Regions from separate parts of the Mus musculus genome. Here all the other regions are linked to region 2. Evidence: chromatin contacts called from public HiChIP or PLAC-seq data. All regions are on one chromosome and are shown on one strand. The core of a region is the stretch at or near the end of the contact, and the rest is flanking DNA. Distances in the headings are between cores, read along the strand shown. Region 1 overlaps Ripk1 (receptor (TNFRSF)-interacting serine-threonine kinase 1). Region 2 has its middle 53 kb from the start of Slc22a23. Region 3 holds the start of Prpf4b (pre-mRNA processing factor 4B).

Region 1 (3,670 bases), core at 313-2,812, 370 kb after region 2:
GCTCCTTCACTCACTTGTAGGTTGCAATATGGGCTTCCTAAAGGCACAAGATGACTCTGAAGCTGTCCTTTCTTGATTGGTGGCACACAGAAGAAACATATTTGTACAGCACACTGGAGAAAACTGAGGAAACAGTTTATTGGGCACAGGGAACAGTGCTAAGGCACCAGTCATATCCAGAGAGGAGGAGATGGTATTTCCCGATCAGTGTTTCCTGCACATCTGTTCCCTCTGTGGGGCTCACAGGGTGGGAAACTGCATGAAGCGCCAGAATGGTAGAGAAACTTTAGAAACTTAAAAGTAGACTTTTTACAGCAGCCAGAACCAGCAGCAGCTCTGCAATGACAGCCAGTACCTGAGCTGCAATGACAGCCAGTACCTGAAGATCTCTCTCTGCCCTGCACCTTTTTCTCCTTAGCACTCCTTAAAAATCTCTCACTAATTGATAATTTGATAGACTAGAATTACACATGATTCTTAAAGCTTAAGGTGACAGTACAGCATTGGATGCTCAAGTTAACAGATCCTATAGTTTTTAGAAGAGCCGTGGCTCATAGAAGGCATTTGAGCAGAACTTTTCTGACTCACAGTCCATGAAGCGGGAAGCTAGCTGATTTTACATTCTTTGAATGTTTTTTGTTTGTTTTCCCCTTACCCAATGAAACCACAGGAAACTGAGCAAATAACCTAAGTGATGACTATGACACAAGCTGAACGAAGGCCACCTTCCCCCAACATCTTCTCTCCCTTTGAAAACTCAATACACTGTATTTTTAATTTTTTTCCTCCTACTGGTCATGGACCGACCATTCATTCAGCGGTCTTTATGCTTGCATGTTCTGAAGAATCACTGTGGGCTTCAGATTTCTCTTCCCATCCACCAGTTCCAAACTGCATGACCCTGTGTGCTCAAATGCAGAGCTCATGCTGAGATAGAGTTCTGAAGGCTAGTGGGCAAACGGGGTTTGTGCACCAGACAAATAGTTTGCTTCCCACTGCCAGAGCCTGCCCAGGCTTAGCTCTGGCTGGCACGAATCAAGTGGTTCAGCAGGTCTATCCTGCAACATTGGTGAAGTGCCTGGGCCAACTTTCCCACTGTGGCCCCTTTGGTGCCTTCCCGCATCAGCCACTTCTGAAGCATTTGGTAAACTTTCTCTTTCAGTCCATCTCTTTCATAGTCATGGTCGATTTCATCGATCTGAGACTCAGTGAAGCCCAGCTTGCGGGCACAGTTTTTCCACTGCCTTCCCAGGTTTTCCCTGATAGGGTTCAGGTGTTCATCAGTCAGACTAGTGGTGTTATCTGTTAAATGGAAAAGAGAAGAAACATCAGGCTGCAGCCCATCTGACCAGTCTAGTGTCTGGTTTTGCTGAAAAGGCCCAGGAAAGTAAAGAATATGAAGAGACATAGAGAGAAATTGTTTTGTTTCGAGACAATCTTGCACTGTAGCCCCTTTGTCTCTCTGGGACTTGGATTATAGTGTGCACCACTATGCCTGGTGCTAACTTAGCTGTTATTGACTTGTTGGGCAATACTTGACCTAACCACAGCCACTCAGGAGTCTTTATATAGAGTTAAAATAGGCTGCTGTTTCCTCCTCGGCAGATGTGTAGCTTCCTGAGCCCTAACTGATGGCTTCATGAACAAAAGCCCTACTACATGGCTAGCTGTTCTATTCAACTCCCACTTGAGTCCTGTTCTAGTTAGACTAACTGGATATAATGGGCAGTGATGGGGTGGGGGTGGGGCAGGAAAACTGTCAACTTACACAGGGTGAAGTCCAAGGACACTCATTTCTAGACAGTTCACTTTCCTCTTTTTCCCCCTTCCCTCTCCCTTTTGCTCCAGCTCTGCTCCCTCCAACCCCCCCCCCCCCGTCACTCACTTTCCTCTTAACAAGGACACTGAGACCAAGTGTAACCTTCATTTAATTACTATGTCTTCCCTTATCTCTCAGTGGATGAGAATATAAACTTTTCAAGGTTTTTTTTTTTGTCTTATAAATCAAAGACTCTTCATTTTATATATACACAGCCTTTCTCTTGCTATTAGCTTCATCACCTTAGATGTTCATAAAAATAACACATATAGGGAACACATGAAGATAAGAAAAGGCCCAGTATTGTGGTGAATGCTTTTAATCCCAGTACTTGGGAGACAGAGGCAGGTGGATTTATGTGAGTTCAAGGCCAGTCTGATCTACATACAGAACAAGTACCAGGGCTATAGGTATGTCTCTCTCTGTGTACACACACACACACACACACACACACTCAGACTGGTAGTGGTGGTGGACAGGGAGATAGAGATAGACAGATACGGAGAGAAGGGAGAGAAGAAAAGACAAAGTCACCATAATAGTCTTTTGTTCTCATGCCACCTCAGAACCTTGTTTCTCCCTCAGCTCCATTCCTTCTTCAGTACCGTAGTGCAGAGTCCATCAACTATGGCAGCAGACTAAGACCCTCCTAAGATAACTGTAAATTGCCAGTGTCTGCAGGAGCCCTGGGTGTCAGTAGAGTCACAAAGGTAACTCCAGTTCCTCAAAAGCTAAGAACCCATCTCTCAGGCATTTTAAAGACCACTCCTCTAATGGAATAGTACAGGGATTGGTGTGGCCTAAGGGCCAAGTCTGGCTTCTGCTTTTTGTAAATAGTTTCAGGATCCATATCTGTCCTCATCTTTGTGCAAACTACCTGTGGCTGCTTCTGTACTCCAATTACAGAGAGGCCTCAGGGTCAGCAGAGCCTTGCCTAACCCTATGTAAATCAGAAAGTTGAATTCTGGCTTCTTTCTGAGACAGGGTCTTGCTATAGCCAGGGTGGCCTGGGACTCACCATCTTCCCACTTTAACTGCCCTAGTGATGGATTATTGGCATACATCACCACACATGGCAGAGTGCTGTGGACACCTCTGAGCACTCTTGTTTTGATTACAGAGTGCTGTGGACGGCATGGTCTCCTGCACTTTACAGAATCTCTTTGCTGTAGAGCCAAGGGAGCTATTTCCTTAAGTCTGAACAGGATCATGGGTGATACATGGGTTTAACACTCCCAGGCGGTGCCCTATGTTTTCAACTCACACTGATTAGTTTAAACTTTATAGCACCACCACCAATTAGATACTGCAATTCTCCCTGTTTAAAAAAAAATAGATTACAAAAGATTAAAAACTACTGCGTAGGGGCTGGAGTAGATGGCTCAGCAGTTAAGAGCACTTGTTCTTGCTTGGGTCAGTTTCCAACATTCCCAGAGCTCACAACTATCCATAATTCCAGTTCCAAAGGATCTGACACCCTCTTCTGACCTTTGTAGGCACCAGTCGTGCATGTAGTACATGAAGACAAAACAGTCATACAAATAGTATATAAATCTAAAAAAATTAAGGAGGAAATATAGGACAACTCAGGGAGAACCTTAAAAGAAGATTCTATCATGTTCTCTTCAAGAAGTAAAAATTGTCAAGAGACAATTCATAAGATACTACAAGTCATAAGATACTACACCCTTAAAAAAAATTCCCTTCAATGCTGGGAACTGAGTTCAAGGCTTCATGCATGCTAGGCAGGCATTCTACCATAGCTATTCAGCCCAACATTGATCCTTAAGAATTTTACCAAAGATGGCTTGGTGTCTGGAAGTCGACTCTTCTTTGCAAGTATTGTTTGGT
Region 2 (3,971 bases), core at 603-3,102:
GACCCTTACAGAAACTTTCTCTAATATACTTTGTTTTGCTTCTGTAACTCCGATCAAACAGAGGCACCATGGTGACACTACTGTGCCCTCTTCTTATTAAAAGTTCGCATCCTGTCATGCTTGCTAACAGCCATCACAGCTATGTCAACGGGAGGTACTGAACTTGTGTTTTTTACCTTTATAATCCCCTGTTCACTTAGCTCAGGGCTGCCTCTAGACTTGTCACAGGACTGTGTGCCCTGGGTGGGTTTGTGTGACTCGAGAAAGCCTTCCAATTCATAAAGAGCCTGTCCTGGTCTCCTTCTCTTGGGTTAGCTCAGCTACAGCAGATTGGAGGCTGGAAGTTTTAAGACGGAATGGCTGCACCTGGCAAGGACAATGTGCTCATTCACCTCATGGTGGAAAGAAAGGAGTGTAGTTGTCGAATGAGGAGAAGCATCCATGTGTCATGGTAACAGAAGTGCTTGACTCACTTCGTAACAATCTGTTCTTGAAGTAACTAAGCCAGCCTTAAGAAAATTAGCCCAGTCTCTCAGGGAAAACAATGATCTACCTGTAAAGGCTACGTCTCAGGGCCCCGTAAATATTCTACAACTCCCCGATGCCGCTGAATTGAAATTGTAGCATCATATGTGAGTTTCAGAGGAAACGAATCATTTATGCTGTGAGCTGAAGTTACCGAATGGAAGAGATATGGGCTGCACCTGTGTGAAAGAGTGTCCATGGCCAAATGACCAAAGTTCAAAATTGGAGAGTTACTAGGAATACCATTATTTACCATCTCAAATGCACAGGGCAGCTTTTGCTGTTTGCAGCAACCCGCTTACCTGCGGCCCCCACAGAGGTATTTGGTAAACACCATGATTTATGAGTTTCTCTATTCTGCAACTAATAAAAAGTTTATGGTACTTGGGGAAAATTCTGTGTTCCTGAGCCATGGCCGCTCTTATTTAACTCCAGAATACATTTTTATCTCTTATTCCCTTTGAGGCCGCTTTTGTGTTAACAATAACCACGGGAGGCACAGAAACAAGAAGAGGCAGATACCAGAAGCTGGGTGAAGCACCAACTATATTGCTGAATCATGCTGAGTGGTACTTGAACAACCACAGCCCAGATGAGCCATTTCTTTATGTGTCCCTGCCAAGAAGTGGGGCTTAATAACCTAGAAAAATCTTTGATTCATTAATTAATAAGGTGAACTTTAATTCTCTCTCTCTCTCTCTCTCTCTCTCTCTCTCTCTGTGTGTGTGTGTGTGTGTGTGTGTGTGTGTGTGTGTGTCTTTCTCTTGTCTCTCTCTCCCTTTCTCTCTGTCTCTCACTCTCTTCCTTCTCTCCCTTTTTCATGCCATGCACTCGAGAGGGTAGGGGACCCACAGTAGAAGGGCAAGAACTCAGGGTCCCATTCATCACTAGTATGAATGACTGTCCCAAGTAGAAGCCCTTCCTCTCAGCCTCTGGGGTCAGGATCACCCGGGGCAGCTCCGTTAACTTCCTGCTGAGCCTTACTGTCCCCACCTCTTCGAGTTTCTCTTTGTTTGGGGCCAGCATCTGTTTCCTTTTGTCGTGGTTCCTGTGGCTTCCTCTGCTTGCCCAGGTTTTGTTTGCGAATCCTTTCCTGGAGCAGGCACTCTTTGGGAAGAAAGCCCTTCTCCAGGCTCTTAGAGATGGAGTGCCTTGCAACTTGAACACCAGTTCTCTGGATCACTGGTCTATGCATTCTAAGGCAACGAGCAGTCCAACCCTAGGACCGTGGAAGTTTCTCACAACTTTGTAGCTTAGGAGCCTGATTTCTACCTCATGGCCCAGAGTGTTCATTCTGCACAGTAGGAACCTGGCAGAGCATACAAAGAGGCATGCCTCCTGCTTGCCAGGGAATGGTTTACTCACTTCCTGCTTGTCAGATGAAGAGCATACAAAGTTGTCTGAGTAAACAATTCAAGCATGTGAGTCACACAATATCAGCCTGGTACACTCTGAGCATCTGTTTATGGTAGCAGCAATGGATATTAATGTTATCGTTCCGGGACACACACATCCCCAAAGAAGTGTTGAGGGGATTTCATAAATGACTTTGAATTCTGAGATCAAATATCATTTTACTGATCACCGATCTCTCAGGAGCAAGCTCTGCTCTGTCACATGCTTCCTGGATCTTTGTTTGGTGCATGACAGGTACCCAAGAGAGATGAGCTGTCTTGCTGCAGATAGAAGTTGCTGGAGGCAGAGACAGAGTGGTGGTGGAGGAGGATATACACTCATATATGTGAATTTTAATCAAAGCAGCAAAGATTAATTAAGGGGGTTAAAAATAAGGTTTATTGGCCTGAATTGATTATTTCTGAACAATATGTTAAAAGTCAAAATCAAATTTGAATTGACAAAAAGCAAGTTTACTCTTTTAAACATTTTTTCTTAGCACAATCTACTCACTTGAACATTCATTCATCTTCCTTCCCTTTGAATAGTGTTAAGTTTACCAAAATTGCAAAAATCTCAATAGTCCTCACACAGATTACCAATTCTACTTATGTGTATGCATGTGTGTGATTGTACATGTGCATGCATGCATGTGTGATTACATATGTGCATGTGTGCATTCCTGAAGGACAAAGGTTAATGTCAGGTGTACTCCTATATTGTTCTCCACCTTAATTTTTTGCATATGTTTTGTATGTGGTAAGTGTGCATTATGCATGTGTGTTTGAATGTGCACTATGTGTATGAGTGCATGTGCATACATCGATATGGAGTCCCGATACTGATGTTGGGTTTCTTCTTTGCTTACTCTCTACTTTGTATATTGAAGCAAGGTCTCTTGTTTGAATTCAGAGCCCATCAATCTAGGGCCAGCTTGGTCTACTTGGATTACAGGCAGACCACACACACACACACACACACACACACACACACACACACACACATACACACATATCAGCATTTGTATAGGCACCGAGGATCCAAACTCGGACCTTCACGATTATGCAGCAAGCACTTTAACCCACTCTACCATTTCCTCAGATTATCAATTATTAATGAGTTGCTTCCTTTACTTTAACCATTTCTCTCTCAGTGCACACATGTTATTTTTTCTGGACAATTTAAGAACTCATAGCAAACATTATGTGACTTACTCCCAAAATTTTCAGCACGGATTTTGTAAGACAAGATAGTCTCTCTCTAACCATACTACAAGGACCAAGTTCAGGTAAATTAAATGGACATAATAGTAAGGTCTAACTCACAATACAAATTCAATTTTCATCTATTGTTTCACTAACATCCATTATGGATATTTCTTCCTTGAAATAGAATCCAACTGTATGTAAGTTTCCTTCCAAGCTTTAGTCTATAGTAGGTCCTCAACCTGTCATTACCCTTAAAAATAATGATCCCCCCCCCCCCCGAAAGATCTTCTAGTATATCCCAAGGAGCCTGAAGTACTAGCATTTCTTGGAGAAATACCCTGATTTGTATAATGTGTTGCTGTGTCCTTCTCAGTTAGTCTGAACCTCTCAGGAGCATCTAAAGCCCATTAGCCCCACTGTTCCAGATAGTAGCCTTTCTCATGTGGTAGCACATTATTTGTGAGCTCCATCACAAATTGTTGCTTGAAAGGGAAAAAATCTAGGGTCTTTCTAAGAATTTGCATCTCCTTTGAATAAATGCGGGACTTAACAGCCTCAAAATTCCCCAACATGTTTTTTACTTTCAAAGGTAAATAAGCAGATGCCTTCAAAATAATCAAGCAAGCATATCCCAGGATAACTCTAAGACAAAAGAAAAAGGAAGAGTCAGGTGTGCTGGCTTGCATCTATGGTCCAAGAGCTTTGAGGAAGGGGGGGGGGGAGTTAAGAGTTAAAAAACTAAAACTAGCCATGCTACAGATTAAGAGAAGGAAAGGGGGGAAGATTGATGTTCTCCCCAGTTGTTAAAACACACACACACACACAAACACACACACACACACA
Region 3 (3,996 bases), core at 1,234-3,733, 480 kb before region 2:
TTAAATTTTAATGTATTATAAACACCACATCAAAAACACATCTTTGGCTGGGCATGGTAGGGATGCTTGTAAATGCAACCTTTGGGAGGCCAGCCTGAAAAGACACAGCCAGCTCAGGGGAGTAAGGTACATCTCCACGGTAGGACTTAGGCTAGTGCATGTTAGGCTCTGGGTTTACTCCTAGTGTCAGCCCTGCTCAATGATCTCAGGCTGACAATGTGGCTCAGGGGTAAAGTACTTGCTTATTAACATGTGCAAAAGGGTTCTTAGTTTGATCCTTAATTCCCCCTCACTCCCTACAACCATCTTTCTGGGACACTAGCAAAAAACATTATTTTAAATCTTAGAGGCAAGTGAAGAAGCCACAGTACAGCAGTCGGGAGCTGGCCTTTAGAGCCACATTTACAAAGTTAAATGTGGCTATCACAGTGCGACCTTGAGCAAACTACTTCATGTCTCTGTGTTAGTTTCATCACCCACAAAATACCAGCAACAACAGGACCCAGCGCCACAGGATTGTTACAAGAATTAATGAGCTACTATTTGAATGATTTGAATAGTACCTGGTCCCTGGTGACTTCGAATACATTTATTTTTTTTTTAAAGCTGAAGTAAAGAGGCTGACAAATGTACAGGCCAGTAAAACAAAAGCCATTTGAGCCTTTAAGGAAAATGTAAACTATGTAATATGTGTGCCCTTAATTTTTCTATTTTGAATAGCTTCCTGTAACTACAAGCTATTCAGAGTAACTTGAAGCCATTTAGGTCAGCAACACACATAGTGCCTGCTTTCATATCAAACTGTTATTTACTCCATTAATTATTTTCAAATTAGCAAAAATAGGACACATTGAGAAGAATTCCATTTACACAATTTCTATGGGGGAAGGGAGGATAAATTAAAAACTACCATCAGTGTTATGTAGTTGCCAGAGCCTAAACAAACCCACGCTTATAAAGATAGGATTAAATACGCAAATAATAGGGCTGACTCTGACTCAAAATAAATGTGAATGGATCCTCCCCTCAAATTAAGTGAATGGACATAATACCAAGAACTTTTCAGATTGCCAGAACTACTTAGCTGAACAGCCGAAGACACCCATCAAGCTAAACTAACATCCTGTAACTGCCACACCATGAACTTGGACAATAAGCTATCTTAAAATCCTATCTGTTCTCTGCTAAGCCCAATTGTCACAACCACAATGCAACTTTCAAGCATACTTAATAAAAACAAATTCTCTGTCAAGCTGAGTAAAGTAAATGACAGGGGAACCCCAAACTAGATTCTCAGCAAAGAAACCAAGCTATCTGTCACAAGTTGCTGGAAACGGTATCAAACACTTTCCTAAACAGGCTGAAAACATAGATAATGCAGATGTAACTGGGGGGTGGGGGGTGGGGGGGGTTGCTGTTGCCACCCAGTCTTCAGTGGTATTCTCTTTAAAGTTAAGCTTTCCTCGCATAAACGTGGGAAACAAAACACTGCTCTTCTTTAAGCAACAGCTAGTCCTTTTGCTTATTCAAGGATGTGTTCTCTTGGCTTCAAATACTTCTATAGTCGCTTAATTAAAAACACAGATTAGAATGATTTAGAAGTAGCAACGATTCCTAATACTTCTCCCATGTCCCTTCCTAAAGGCAAAAACAAACTAGGGCAAAAAACTGCCAGGCCTCAAAACCCAGGTAGTCTACCTTACTTTGCCTCAAGTTTGAAAGTTAGAAATAAGCTACCAATGGACAGAGAAATACCGGGTTGTGGTTGGAAGGAAGAGTAAAGGGCAAAGGACTTCGCTAGCACAATTTCCGGGACAGTCAAAAGTGTGACCCTAGCACCCCCGTCTCTGCTTTTACCATCAGCAGGATCGCAAGGATAGCATATGCGTTAGGAAAGCGGGGCTTAGCCTGCCGGCCGCCACTATTCCTCGGGTCTCTTTAGGGAAGGAGATCACCGAGGGTTGAGATCGGAGAGCTCCACGGTCCCCCAGGGAGGTGCAGGAAGGCGCGACCTCAGGGCAGCAGCAGCCACCACGCTAACTGGACCTGTAGAGGCCGCTCGTGCCGCCGCCTCCCGGGGCAACGACGGACAGCAGGCCGCGCTGCCGGCACCTCAACAGCCGCGGCCCCACCGGCAGCAAAGCCCAGGCCGCTCCCACGCCTCCCGCCGCACCACCCACGGCGCGCGGCAAGGCAAAGTTTGGCTGTCGCCGTTAGGCCTGAACTTTCCCGCCCGTCGCGCAGGTCGCCGCCGCCGCCGTCCCCCGCATTGCCGGCCTGGAGGCCCAGCTCCGACACACCCGCGCGGTGCACTTACTCAGCTTGCTCCCGCAGGGACGGGGGCTCCGTGGCGGCCATCTTGAACTTCCCGACTCCTCCGCGATGCTGGCGGCGGCTCGGCGAACCGTGGACGCCAGTGGAAGCGGAGGAAGAAGGGACAGGCAGCCGCGCATGTGCGGAGCACGTAGAGAAAAGCGGCACTCGGGAGTCCGCGCTAAGAATCCGGATAGAAAAACTCGGCGTCCGGGGGCGGGGCGCGGAACGTAACTTCCGGGGCTAGGGGGCGGGCCGTGGGGAGAAGAAGGCCTGATTCACTTAGAGCGCTGGTTATGTGTGTAAGTGTGAGTGTGTAAGTGTGTAAGTGTAGGGACCTGCTGGAGACAGCAGCAAAGAAAGGGGTCGGGTGCATTGCTGAGAGCTGATTCTCCATGTGATCCAGTAGTGGGTGAAACCTGCTGTGTCTCTCCTTGTTGCTGATTGGCTAGCGGAGAGCTCGTAGACCTGGCCTAATTTAAACAGCCAGAATATCTGCCAGGTCCCCTTTTGACCTTCTGTTCTTTATGGTATGCTTTATATGGGAATTAAGTTTTCTGTTTCTGGGAGGAATACGTTGGAGATAATGGTGATACTGAAATAAGACCGATTTCCGATTTACAGACACCATTCTTCACAGAGTAAAATAAAGCACTTCTAAGCCCGGACACACAAAATAAATGTAATAAAAATGCTCTTGTCGGGCAGTGGTGGCGCACGCCTTTAATCCCAGCACTCGGGAGGTAGAGGCAGGCGGATCTGAGTTCGAGGCCAGCCTGGTCTACAGAGTGAGTTCCAGGACAGCCAGGGCTACACAGAGAAACCCTGTCTCGAAAAACCAAAAAATAAATAAATAAAAAATAAAATAAATAAAGCACTTCTAAAGGAGCTGGTGCTGGAAAACTTTTCCATGGAAGATTTTCTTTTTCACCCAAGTTCATTTCCACGCTATTACGAATTGGAGAGCGAAATCGATGCCTAAAGGCATCCCAAGCTGTTACTGTTAGCAGATATTGAAACATTAGCTTACTCGTGCAGGAAACGTTTACAAAGTGACAGACCAGACAATTACAATTCCTTGGGTTTTTTTTTTTTTTTTTTTTTTTTTCCTCTTCGGGGCCCTGGTAAAGGAACCGCCCGACCCATAGCCGCAGTTTCCGCGGATCAGGACGGAAGTGAGCTCTGCACAGCGGAACCAGCTTCCCGGAAGTCTTTTGGCCAGCCGGAGAGACGCATGCGTGCTGGTGGCCAGAAGAAAGCGTGGGCGTGTTCAAAGCTGCGGGCGGTGGTTGTGGCGTTAGAACTGCGGCGGGCAGCTATGGGGAGGCCCTCCCAGTTCCCTGCTCCAGCTCAGCTGGTCTCCGCCTCCCGATCTCAGCCCCGACCTCTCCTCTGCGGCAACGTCAGCACAGCGGCTTGCCAAGATTGCGTCTGAGCGTACCCCAAGATCCCTCAAGTAGAGGTCCGCCTTGTTCGGTGACACCGTGGAGACCACGGCGCCGGCAGACAATGCAAAAAGTTGAGGCTTTGGAGGCAAGCGTGTCTTTGTGAACGTTTCATCTTTTCCTACCATCTGTGGTTGCTTCAAGTATTATTCCAAACGAGCTGGGCATTCTTTAAATAATTGAAAAATATATTTGAAATATGTGTATTTCTGTGGAGAGCTACTAATCTCGTACACGG

Evidence for each region. HiChIP or PLAC-seq counts read pairs in DNA pulled down with a chosen protein or histone mark.
Region 1: an HNF4G HiChIP or PLAC-seq map of pancreatic cancer cells shows a contact between it and region 2. The contact joins two enhancer-like sites. A contact is called at or near these places in 1 of 15 datasets of contacts at CTCF or cohesin (embryonic stem cells), 3 of 484 Hi-C or Micro-C datasets (cerebral cortex, cortical neurons and embryonic stem cells), 1 of 115 datasets of contacts at active chromatin or transcription factors (pancreatic cancer cells) and 1 of 9 other capture datasets (liver).
Region 3: a contact with region 2 is called in a FOXA1 HiChIP or PLAC-seq map of pancreatic cancer cells. The contact joins the promoter of Prpf4b here to the enhancer-like site in region 2. A contact is called at or near these places in 3 of 115 datasets of contacts at active chromatin or transcription factors (the NIH/3T3 cell line, bone marrow-derived macrophages and pancreatic cancer cells).

What each region holds. Positions count from the first base shown.
Region 1 is chr13:34,030,128-34,033,797 of GRCm38.p6, reverse strand. It overlaps Ripk1 (receptor (TNFRSF)-interacting serine-threonine kinase 1), which reads right to left. Exons shown (of 11, transcript NM_001359997.1): 10 at 3,618-3,670; 11 at 1-1,302. The coding sequence ends at 1,016. Among named protein-coding and RNA genes, the nearest start is that of Bphl, 5.7 kb to the left of the region's middle. Within about 2 kb of position 1,562, at least 26 of the 459 cell types and tissues checked have an H3K27ac peak or open chromatin away from gene starts, as enhancers often do. A contact at or near this core is called in pancreatic cancer cells, where this site is marked.
Region 2 is chr13:34,396,147-34,400,117 of GRCm38.p6, reverse strand. No RefSeq gene overlaps it. Among named protein-coding and RNA genes, the nearest start is that of Slc22a23, 53 kb to the right of the region's middle. Within about 2 kb of position 1,852, at least 68 of the 459 cell types and tissues checked have an H3K27ac peak or open chromatin away from gene starts, as enhancers often do. A contact at or near this core is called in the NIH/3T3 cell line and pancreatic cancer cells, where this site is marked.
Region 3 is chr13:34,874,016-34,878,011 of GRCm38.p6, reverse strand. Prpf4b (pre-mRNA processing factor 4B) reads right to left here and starts at 2,483. Exons shown (of 15, transcript NM_013830.3): 1 at 2,318-2,483. The coding sequence starts at 2,358. It overlaps Gm36839 (a long non-coding RNA gene), which reads left to right and starts at 2,772. Exons shown (of 2, transcript XR_382181.1): 1 at 2,772-2,843; 2 at 3,444-3,996.